Linked DNA regions of Zea mays: region 2 is linked to region 1. A link is a contact called in public Hi-C data. All regions are on one chromosome and are shown on one strand. Each heading gives the region's core, a stretch centred on a gene start, on an enhancer-like site or on the middle of the called end of the contact. The rest is flanking DNA. Distances are from core to core; before and after follow the strand shown. Region 1 holds the start of LOC109940239. Region 2 holds the start of LOC100272852 (putative 2-oxoglutarate-dependent dioxygenase AOP1).

Evidence for each region. Hi-C and Micro-C count contacts between places; a contact is called where the count stands out from the background.
Region 2: a contact with region 1 is called in a Hi-C map of leaf, with 9 times the contacts expected there. The contact joins the promoter of LOC100272852 here to the promoter of LOC109940239 in region 1. A contact is called at or near these places in 11 of 25 Hi-C or Micro-C datasets (bundle sheath, ear, leaf and 4 more) and 2 of 3 datasets of contacts at active chromatin or transcription factors (leaf and seedling).

The regions. Positions count from the first base shown.
Region 1 is chr6:177,282,645-177,288,494 of Zm-B73-REFERENCE-NAM-5.0, forward strand. It overlaps LOC109940239, which reads left to right and starts at 3,159. Exons shown (of 1, transcript XM_020539665.2): 1 at 3,159-3,862. The coding sequence starts at 3,179. The coding sequence ends at 3,661. It overlaps LOC100275322, which reads left to right and starts at 1,595. Exons shown (of 2, transcript NM_001149426.2): 1 at 1,595-2,162; 2 at 2,291-2,795. The coding sequence starts at 1,999. The coding sequence ends at 2,630.
Region 2 is chr6:177,419,041-177,424,890 of Zm-B73-REFERENCE-NAM-5.0, forward strand. It overlaps LOC100272852 (putative 2-oxoglutarate-dependent dioxygenase AOP1), which reads right to left and starts at 2,860. Exons shown (of 3, transcript NM_001147305.1): 1 at 2,464-2,860; 2 at 2,033-2,354; 3 at 1,275-1,726. The coding sequence starts at 2,855. The coding sequence ends at 1,484. It overlaps LOC103630767, which reads right to left. Exons shown (of 1, transcript NM_001149374.2): 1 at 5,109-5,850. The coding sequence ends at 5,387.

The sequences.
Region 1 (5,850 bases), core at 1,909-4,408:
GAGCAGTTATATTAGCAATAGCAAAGGGCTCCATAAAAACAGTGAAATAAGTTACTTTGTCAATATCTTTTTTTCCTTTTTCCAACTAGCAAACTATGCTGAAGGTGCATTTACAATTACTACACTGCGAACTATACTTCTGAACCTGAAAGCCTTAAGAGAGCACTAAAAGGCTATAACTTTTGTCGAGTAAATTCAAGGTGGCTTCGCTAATACAGCATAGAGTTATCACATAGCAAGTCTAGGGCTAATTTAAGTCGCCTATCATTATAATCTGTAGTTTAAATTCAAAGGAATAGACCCACAGAGTATTACTTGGAGGCGGTCTTTTTTTTTTGGTTAAATCAGCAGTTAACTGCCCAAATAATTGCAGATATTCTGCTTAATCTGTAGATTATGATGAACTATAATAAATGAAAAGTTAACTGACAACAGAGAAGAGGGTCTGGACATACAAATCTTTGAGGGAGAGATCCTGCAAGACATCAAGGGTCCCAGATAGTTGATTATCCTGCATGTGCCTGTGCAATAGAAGATCATGAAAGAGTATGTACAAGGTAAGAGGGTAAATATAAAAGGAAACGGTCAGTAGAATTACAATGTAGTCAGTGATGCCAAGCTTCCCAATGAAGGTGGTAATGGACCACTGAAGTTGTTGGAAGAAATATCATTGTGATCAAAGGTCAGATATCATCAAGCAGTTTGCATGAAGGGGTGGGAGGGAAGGAAGGAGGGAGAACATACAGATTTACAAGTTCTGTGAGGGAATCAAATGTATCTGGTAGTTTTCCATCTAGATGGTTATCATTCAGTGACCTGGTAAAAGAGAATCTTGACTCTTGAGTCAGTTAATTGATGAAAGTAGAAAACAGTAATCTATGACATTGTCGTCTAGGAGGGAAAAGAAAAGGAAAAAAGGAATTACATGGCTGTTAGACTATGGAGTTTTGATAATGACACTGGAATGCTTCCAGTTAGTTGGTTATCTGAGAGAAAGCTGCAGTAGCAAGGAACAAAATATCCCATCATCTAACCAAAACTAAAGAAAATTTCAAGCGTAAGCATAACCACATACATATTCTGCAGTGTGACAGGTAGATCTTCCGGTATGCTTCCACCGATATTGTTGTTGCTAAGATTTCTACAATGGCAAGAAAGCAGACAATCACAAAGCTTGATGGCATATTGAGATACAAGTAACACTTATACCAGTATATAAAGTATCCTCTGTTCACCTGTTTAAACAGTACAATAGAATTGGTACAGCCATTACCATTTTTTCTCAAAAAACTGCCATTACCATTGGCAAAGAAAATTGTGAAGATCGTGCCCTTACATTTCAGTTATTGAAGTGAAGTTCCCCAGGCTGCCTAGCTGTCCACCCAAATTTGCAGCATTGGAAATTCTGCAAACAATTAGTTGATAAAAGCACAAAATGAAAAAGTCTTATTGGCAAAAGGTAACATATTGAATAACTGGCGTACATTGAGGTTATACTTGAGCCGGTGAATGTGACACCCTGCCAGCTCTCACCACAGGGATCTCCACCACTAGCAGACCATCCAGGTAGCTTTGGTGATCCAAGTGCAACATAAAGTCCATTTATAGCAGAAACTGCATGTGAATGTAAAGCAATGAGCCAATGACAAACAATGTTTTCAAATCATGATATGAATGTATAGCAGACCGTGATTTTTTGTGCGTGTTTGGGTAGACCCATTGTGTTAGTGCAATTGACTGTCTACAGATCTGCGGTACAAATATCCAAGCCAGTTGGTTGGGCCCGCGCTCCCGACGTGCCTGCCGAACTATGGCACACGCCACCGGTAGTTTCACACGCCAAGTCAGTAAACGAGAGAAGTACACGTTCCCGGCGCTAAAATCCAGCGTCAAAGTCGGAATCAACCGCCGTGATCTGACCAGCCACCTCTGTTCTATTCACCAGACGCCCGCCGCTTCTACGGGGAACGCCTATTTACGTGGCTCCCGCGTGCACGAATGAGCCGCCCACCGTCGATCACGCGCCGCCCGCCGAGCACGAATCCAGAAGCTCTTGGGAATCGAGCGTTCATGGCGGTCCCCTCCATCAGCTGCTCCCTCGGACCTCCAGCTCCCGTCAGAGAAGCTTCCGCTCGCCTGAGGCAGCCGTCGCCGACGCCGTGGTAAGTTGCTACGACGTCTCGCTCGCCCCAGATCGGCCGCGCCATGTCCGGCAAGCCCGGCGGCGATGGCCAGACGTCGTCCCGCAAGAGATCCGACCGCCGTGACCGTTTCACCGTTATATCTGCAGGGCGGACGGGCTGCGGCGGGCGTGCGTGGCGGGCGCGGCGGCGTGCGTCGTGTTCGGGACGGCGGGAGGCGGCGGCGGCGGCGTGGCCGCGTCGGCGCCGCCGCGCGACGCCTCCGTCGCGGCGGCCCCGCGGTGGAGCGACCGCCGGGAGTGCCCGCCGTGGCGCGCCAACTCGCTGGAGAACGTCGTGCCGGAGAACCTGCCCCGCCCGTCGGCGCGCCGGAGGTTCAGCACCGTCAAGCGGGCGCCGCGGAAGGCCCCCGCGCTCGGGCCTCAGGCGGTGGCGCCGTCGCCGTTCCTGGCGCTGCGATCCGGCATGGACGACTGCTTCACCCTCTAGGCGAGTAGGCAGAGGTCGTGCTAGGGCTGACTATTCCGCAGCTGAATTTGTTATATTTGTTCTGTATATTGTAGTTCGAAGCGAACGGAAACAGTAGGATATATAAGCACGATTCTGTTGTAGTTCCCTTGGGTTTTCTTTCATCGCATGTTGTCCCTGTCTCGTATAGCTCCTCCGACATCAACGCCAAAAAGCCACACGGCACGAGGCCAAAAGCTGTTGTTACCTTGCTTCTACCGCTGTTTACTTGGTTTTAATTTGAAACAGATTTTACCTTTTGAACATTGGTTTGTCTATATAGATTAAATATCTTACCAAGGGGGCCCCGCGCTCCAGACGTTCCTGCTTTCCCTTTCCACCATGGACCTTTCCTAGATACGCAACCACAGCACGCGAAATGAGCTATCGCCGCTACCGCTACTGTCCATCGTCCAAGTCGGAATCGACGGCTCTGATCTGTTCGCCAAACAGCGACCGTCCACGGGAACACCGTATAAATAATGACTTCCCGTGCCTCTGTCCAGTCCACCGAAGCTTCTCACTAGTAAATGGCGGCTCCCTCCTCCACCGCCGCCACCATCATCAGCTCCTGCTGCCGCCTCGGGCCTCCCGCTCCGCCCGAACAAGCCGCTGCAGGCGCTCGCAGGACGCAGGCGCCGGCAGCAGGCGTGTCGGCGTCGCACGCGCTGCGCGGGGCGTGCGTGGCAGCCGCGGCGTGCGCGGCGATGGGGATGGCGGGCGGCGGCGACATAGCGCTGGCGCGGGACGGGGCATCCGTCGCCGCGTGGACCGACGCCATGGGCGCCGCGCGCACCAAGGCGCCGGCGCCGGCGCGGTGGAGCGAGCGCAGGCAGTGCCCGCCGTGGCGCGCCAACTCGCTGGAGAACGTCGTGCCCGAGAACCTGCCCCGCCCGCCCGCGCCCAGGAGGTTCGACAGCGTCTCGGTCTCGGCCGCCGCGCCGGACTTGGTGGCGCCGCCGTCCTCTGTCCTCGCGGCGGTGCGCCCCGGCACGGGCTGCTTCTCGCTCTGACGCGCCGCGGGCAACTGTGGAGATCGGAGGTTGTAAGAAAAAAAAAGCGACAAATGTGGAAATTGGAAAACGCAATATGTACACTATAGGTTTTATTGTCTCAGTATCTCATGAATTCTTGCCGGCAACTTTTGTGTTGATGGAAGTAATTTGCCCATACACCACTACTACTACTACTTGCTTGCACATGAGCAAATTTTGTGAGCGATGGACGCTGATGGCCGAGGCCAATTTGAAATCCTCTGGTGATGTTACTTGGCCTGTTGCTTTCGTGGAAAAGCAGAACAGCGTGGAAATGCACGAAAACAAAATGGAGAACGATCGCTCGGCTCGGGTTGGACGTACGACCTGCTTTGGGCTGTGTCTGTGTAGTACCGTTGTCTGAGCTGAACTCAGCGAGCGCCAGTAGTACAACGAGCTTTCAGTAGTACAAGACTGCGACAAGAAGAAGAGGAGGGAGCCACACCGACGAGGTCAGGGTGAGCTCGGTGAGGCACGTATGAGCTGATCAGGGTACAAGCAATAAAATCAAATACAAATCTCCCTAATGATCGCCGATCCACACGATACACGCGATAAAGATCATGAAATAGTACTTAGATCTGTAGATTTCTTAAAATATCTGCCTAAGCTACAAGCTACGTATGTCAGCATATATGACCAAAAATTCGTAGACGTAAAGTAGACCCACGAGGCCTGGATAGGATTCGACTGCGCGGGATCCATCGTCCTCGGCCGGCCCAAGTACTTTGAAAATCTCCCGTGAGGGTGAGCCCATAAGCAGTTTTGTCAGCAAAAACTCGGAGCCCAGTCGAATCCTGTTCGGCACGGTCCTCGCCCCCTCCCTCTCCTTGGTTTGGCTTCCAGCTTCCTTTCCGAACTGAGTAACTGACGGAAGGGCCCCACGGGCGATTCTGTCCGTCAGTTTGTCCGCCGACACGGACCTTGCTGAGCGAAGAAACAGTGAAGGTTTGGCGGCTCCAAAGAAAGAACCACGACCCGCCGAGCAGGACCTTTTCAACGCGGGCGACTCCAGCGTAGCGCCCGCCGGCAAGAAAGAACTCAAGCCTCGCGGTCACGTTCACGTAGCCAGATATCACATCGCGTGAACACACATTGACCTGGCACCTCCATTTCCAGCCACAGATCAGCTGAGCTTCCCAAGCTGCCCTACGATGGCAGTACAGTACATAGTATATAACCATCCATCCGCCAGCCCCACCTACACCTCGCCGCGCGGCACCTGTCCACAGCCCCGTCCGTCGACACCACCACCTGCGCGCCAGCAGCTGTCGATCCCTAGTCCGTCCGCCCTGCACCGCACGCAGGCCATGGCCAGCCTCGTGTCGCAGCCGCGCCACAGCATCCAGACGTACTGGGCGCGGAGGAGCTACCTGCGCCTGCGCTCGCCGTCGCGGCGCCTCAGGGTGGCCCGCTTGGGTGCCGGCAGCGGCAGGGCAGCAGCGGGATCCGCTTCCGCCGCGTCGACGACGACGTCGTCGTGGAAGGCCAGCAGGGTGGCGCGCCGCGCCGCGGCGTTGCTGGCGGCGCCGGGGCTCCTGCTCGCGCGGCTCCGCGACGCGTACGTCGACGCCATGGTGGCGCTGGGCGGGTCCGGCGGCGCCGTGCGGCCCTGCGCCGCGCTGGCCCGGTCGCGCAGCGGCGCCGAGGCCGGGCTGTGGGACAGGCGGGTGCCGCTGGCGCGCCGGGGGAGCGGGCGCGCGAGCCGGCGGGGCGGCGGCGCCGCCGACTTCGAGCGACGTATGATGGCGCACATATACAGCGTGGTCGTCACGCCGGAGCTGCCGTGCGCCGCCAGGGCTTGAACTCTTGACACCCTTGGTTTCCTGTTATGCTCTGTTCAGCTAGCTGCTCATCTTAAATTCTTGCTACTCATTACCGCTCCCTCATCAGTGGTGCTGCAAAGGCCAAAGTGTATGTTCTGGAAATTCACAATTACTGGTGCATGTACCGCTCCCTCATCAGTGGTGCTGCAAGGGCCAAAGTGTATGTTTTGGAAATTCACAATTACTGGTGCACGTATTAAATCATAATCATCTATCAATTTAATTTTTGCCAATAGCATCTTTGGAGTAGAATGGTCAAGGATAGTGATAGAAGACGTCGTGCCTCTCGATTAGTCGATTCTTCCGATGACTTCCCCTTCCCGGCGCTGCCCGCCTTTCCCC
Region 2 (5,850 bases), core at 1,610-4,109, 140 kb after region 1:
GCCCTTGTCCGAGGCTAGGCTCGGGCGAGGCGTGATGATCCCTGACTTGATCGCACTCATCAGGCCTTTGCAGGTTTATGCCGATGGGGGTTACCAGCTGAGAATTAGGAGCCTTGAGGGTACCCCTAATTATGGTCCCCGACAATTGGTATTGTAAGACAAAGAGGAGTGGGCATAAAAAACCAAAACGTAAAATTCTTAAGTAACCATCGCAACCTAGTAACCTCTGCTATCATAAAAGTCATACTTTCATAGTTTCATAGCACATAACTCAACCTTGTACTCGACCGAGAAACCACATTTTCCTTCTTAATCTTAAAAGCAATGAGGGAACCAAAAAATATAATAGGTAGAAAAGAGTGACGAATAGAGGAGTTGATGAATTAAATAGCATCAAAGTAGGCTTAGAGTTGAAGAGATATAGGGTACATGAAGAAGAGATGACGAGTAATGGTCCCACGAAGATAACGTAGGACACGAAGATGACATGGTGTAGAAACACCGCTTTTAATCTAATCACAATCTTACTTGCCAACCATTAGGCAAATAAATGATGATTAACTCAAATTCGTTCGTTTATCGAGCCCACCATCCGATAGAATTCAAAAGAATCTATGTTTGATATAGGATCAATAAATGAGTAGCAAAGTCCACAATCAATATTACAAGCTTTATCTCACATACAATACATGATCAAAATAACGACCTACATCCCGACTTTCTCCCCACACGACCCGACATTTGAACACCCACACTTCCAAACATTTACGTCAATAGAATTGTGATGTTAACATAGGATTGAAATTTCGGCTACAAAACTTTTGTCTACGTAAATAGACACAACGAGTAAAGTTAGGCTTGATTATAGGGTTAACTGTGTGAAGAAAATTTAATGAAGCACAATCCAACTCATCTGTTGGATATCTTGATCCTTTCATCAGTAACGAAGAATCAGTAAAAATGAGCAGATTAAGGTTGGTTTTGCTATAGTTCTCAAGCTCAAGAAGAACAAATAAATACCTAAACAAGGTTCAAATTTAGTTTCAACTTCTATTCCTCCACCTTCAACTCAAAGTTAAAAATCAAGCTATTACAAGTTGGTTGATGTTACTGCTGGTGGTATTCATGAAAAGGGGTTGTTGGAGACCAACGAGTGTATCATATCAAGGACCCAACTGAGCAAAGAAGAGTAGATTGTAAGCAGCGAAAATCGGTAGGAAGCAGTAGTTACAACCAGTCGAAACTAGTTGAAAGCAAGTGCAAGGAGCTGAGTTATCTTCTCACGCGTGCTCTTTTCATGGCTACCAGAATGCTTTGTTGTTCATGTTCAGAATATAAGAAATGCAGACGAGTTATCATCTCACGCGTGTTCTAAAAATTGTACGTACTAGTCTACAGGGGTGGCCTGGCCTCTGCTGCATGCAAGGCTGAGGTAAAAGTATAATAACACAGATGCCGGACGGCTGATATGTTCTGCTGCTCGTTACACTCCACAGAAGGCCTTGAGTTTATCTTGATGGAGAGCGCCTTCTTCGGAAACGCAGAAGCAGACGAAGTCGTTGTTGTCATGGGGCTTGAAACGGGGAGGGTGTTCGTCGTCCACGAGCTCGTCTGCCACCTGAACCTGGAAGCTGGGGACCGAGAACAGCATCGCGGAGTATCTGGGGACGTCCCCAGCGACGGTGATCCGGTGGAATGGAGCATATAGACGGTCGTTCGTCCATGCCTGGAGTAAGGTGAGAAGCACAGCGCAGGAAGGTCAGAAGACAGGATCAGTGTAGAAATGGATGGCTTTAATCTTAGGATCGAGATGTTATCTGATGTTGAACAGTTCAGGCAAGACCTGTGGTTTCAAAATGAATTGGGGGCAAACTAAGTTCTGAATGGCTGCTCAAACTGAATGCCCGGCTAGGTATTCGCTCAAACATTCACAGTTCGTGTAACCGAACATTCAGTTTGCACAACCAATTGATGGCACTTAGTGCAGTGCTTTAGCACAAGATTAGGAGGCATCGACCGCAAGAGTTGGTACCCGGAGCTCGTTGCCGACCATGAAAACCAGCGACGTGGGCGACGGCTGGACGACGATCCACTCGCCACCCCTGCTCTGCATCTCCAGCCCGGCCACCTCGTGCTGGCAGACGACGCTGAGCCAGTTGGTGTCCTGATGCGCCCCGTACCTGACCACCTTCTCCGCGGCGTTGGGCGCCTTGTACTCCGACATCCGGAACAGGTGCCACATGGACGCGCTCAGCGCGTCGTGGTGCTTGGCCACCCCGAGCCCTTCCATCACCATCCGCCGCACGGCCTCCTCCAGCTGGAAGATCCGCTGCGCCGCCTCAACGACAGTACCGCTGCGCCGCCGCAGCAGAGGACAGGGTCAAACCAAAGCCTCGACCTCTTATCCATTCCAGCGAAGAACAAAAAGATCTGCGAGAAGGGACGAGGTTCTCTTATGCTTACCAGAAACTGTCGCTGTTGTCGCCGCCGTCGGGCCACATGAGGCGGGCGAAGCCGCGGACGGACTCGTCCTTGGTGCCGTCCACGATGGCGAGGCTCTCGTAGCCAGGGAACCCCGGGACGTCGCCAAGGTAGCCGTGGAACGGCCTATCGGCGCCGTAGCAGTTGCGGCGCTTGGCGTCGGCGGACAGCGCGAAGAGCGGCCTTACGGCGCCTTCGAAGAGCTCGGCCCGGAGCCTAGGGGCCAGAGCCGGGTAGTGCGCCTCGAAGCAGCCGAAGGTGGCCAGCGCGTCCATCACCTCGCCGCGCGCCGTGCCCCATGCCTGGCCGCCCGGCGCAGACGGGTCCACCTCGGAGAAGTCGATCCTGGGGAGCTTCTTCGCCTCGCCGCCCATCCTCGCCGTCGCAGTCACGGAATCTCGTGAAGCTGGGCTGCGTGCTCTGCTTTTGGTTTGCTGACCCGCGGTGGTTGGACGCCGTTCGTTGACTTCGAATCGAGCCGCGAGCGGAAGACAGGTGGGCTTCATATTTCAGACCCATAATTTCACCGGACCCGGCGAGTGAAGCCCATTGAGTTCTCTGTTTCAGAGCCCGTACAGGCCGAAAAGTTGGCCCAAGTAGAACCCGAACAGACTGTCGATCTATCTAATGGCCGGCGAAACGTTGCAGCCAGAATGTTCGGTCAGACCGTCAGACAAGCACTGACGTTAGCTGCATCATCTGAAGGAGATTGACGGCCACTGACGTTTGCACGCACGAAAGCTTAAGACTGATTCAACCCTTTATATCATTGTTTTGCGTGAATCATCGCATGCCAAGAATTTAAAAAAAAAAACGGGTCGTTTGCAGCGAATTGAATTGGTCTTAGATGGCACAACATAACTAAGTTTATCATCCAACGTGACGAAAACGATCGGCCAGAGTGTTAAGCTTGCTCATGTTTATATAATGTTTGATCGTCTGTAACGATTTCTGGGTGAATTCTAGCAAAAAAAAGCCCTAAAGACATGTTTAGAAACAAGGGAAAATAAAGATACTAGAGAGGCTAAAATCTCCTTGTTTTTTAAAGTTAAATGGCAAAGAAAGTTTAGCCTCTCTAATACTCTCGTTCCCCTTTACTTCCAAAGAAGACTTAAGAGTGTGTTTGTTTGTAACGACGGAACGGAATGAGATAGAACGATCTCTTAAATAAGTTTGTTTGATTCAGAGTCAATGGTTGGAACAGGACTAATGTCCCTAGTTGTCTCTCGAAAATAGAGAGACGAGAAAGGACGTCAGAAAATGTTTCTGTCCTACTGTCTGTTCTAAGCTGTCCCGCAATAAAACACATCCTAAATGGTCTGCAAAGGGTTGTTTTCCACTGGCTTGCAGGGGCAACAACGTCGATGGAGAGGACGAATGGAAAAATGACCAGAGTGGTTTTTTGAATGTTCTGGGGCGCTCCTCGGGTTCATTTCATCTGCCCGGAAGCCTGAAGACTTTGAGCTAATGATTGTGTTAATCATATGGTAAGCACCAAATTACTCCTAGCATTAGTTAATGGTGAACAATATATACATGATGTTTGTTCGTTTCGGATTAAAGTCAGTTGTTCAGACTGCTATAACTGTAATTTATAGAGACAAAACACTGTATAAAGTGTGTTGTCTCACAGTGATTGCATGCTTAACTAGTTTTTTCTTTTTTGAATGAATGGGCAGGAGTCTCTGTCTCTCAGAGTCTCAGTATCTGCACTCAAGTAGTACCGAGATAACAGCCCAAGGAATCGAGACGAGGCGACGGAGATATATTTACATTCCCATAAAGAACTTGCCGAAACTGTACCCCGTCGGCAAGGCAATCGTTGTCCAGTCGCCGGCGCAAATGCAGGCAGACTTTTCCTCGCACGATGTGTGGACTGGCTGACCAGAGCCAATCGTGGCCTGCAATAAACTTGTCGTTCTGCAGCTATCCGTGCCGCCGAAATCCCCCACCACCGATGCCTACAGGCGCGAGCACACGACGAGGTGGGCTCAAGATCTCTCGGCCGGATCAGGTCTACTGATCCGCAGTTCTCTACTGAGCAGGTCCACGCACCGGTACACCACTCTCCCATCAGTCTATGGATCACACGCACACGCATGCCCATGCCTATATAGGCGCCTATGCCAGGCCAATCCATTCAAAATTTCGGTCAACAAGTATCTGCCAGATCTTCTAGATGATGGGTAGGCCGTAGGCAGCAGGTGCCCCATGATGCTGTGCGATTGCACGCAACGATCACCACGTGAGTGCGTTGACGACGGGGATCGGATGGACAGTTTGGACGGGGCTCTAGTCTTATCGGCGAGGCAACGAATTTCTAGAGAGGGATCGGAGCACGTTCCTTCGTCAACGCACATGGCAGGATACACGTCCTCGCATGCGCCTCGATCGTCAACACACATGGCTCCCGGAGTTGGACTGGCGTGTTTGCGGATGAGCGGACGCGAACCGGAAAATTCGCCGGCAAAAGTTTACCGCGCGGACGGCGACGCACGTGCCGGCGTGTGTGTTCTTGCGCCGGCCGTACGTGCGGCGGTGTTTCTTGGAAAAATTCTGGCCTTGCACTGCATGCATGCATGTCGCTTTCGATCTCTGCCGTCGTCGGCACGGGAGGAATTCGACAAGTTTCATTTTGGTCGCTAGATTTTTCTTAGAAATTTACAGGCTGCTGCATGCATCTTTTTGCGGCAGGGGTGGTGGCTTTGGCTTGCCTGCATGGATGCCCAGTACGTGGGTGTGCATGCGTGCGTCATTACAATCACAATTACAATTGATAACTTGGACGACGCTAGTATTTGACAGCTTGGGATTCTCCTCCAAACCTCTCTCGTTACGTTACGTTACAACTGATAACCGGCGGCGCGCGCGTTCTCTCTCCTTCTCCATCCAGCGGCGCGGCTCATCACATGTCGAGGAGGTGCGTGGACGGGAGGCCCGCCGCAGAGGCGGCGGGCGGCAGGTGCGCGGCGGAGGAGTGGAGCATGGTGGTGAGCTCCTTGGACGCGACGATGGACTTGTAGATCTCGAAGATGAGGCGCTGCTCGAACTCCGTGGGCTTGCCGGGCGCCGGGAGCTGCTGCTGCTGCTGCTTGTGGCGCGGCACCCGCTTGGCCCAGAGCGCCTCGACGGCGCCCGGCAGCGCGAGCGCCGACGCGCGCCTGCCCAGCGCCAGCATGCCGCCCACGTACGCGTCCCGCGCCCGCGCCAGCGCGCGCCGCGGGCCCGCCAGGAGCACGCGCACCCGCCGCCGCACGCGCGCGCCGCCGCCGCCGGAGCCCAGCTGCCGCGAGCGGGGCTGCTTGCCGTCGGCGCCGCCCGCCAGGCGGTGGTACTTGTGGCGCCGCCAGTAGGCGCGCACGCCCCGCG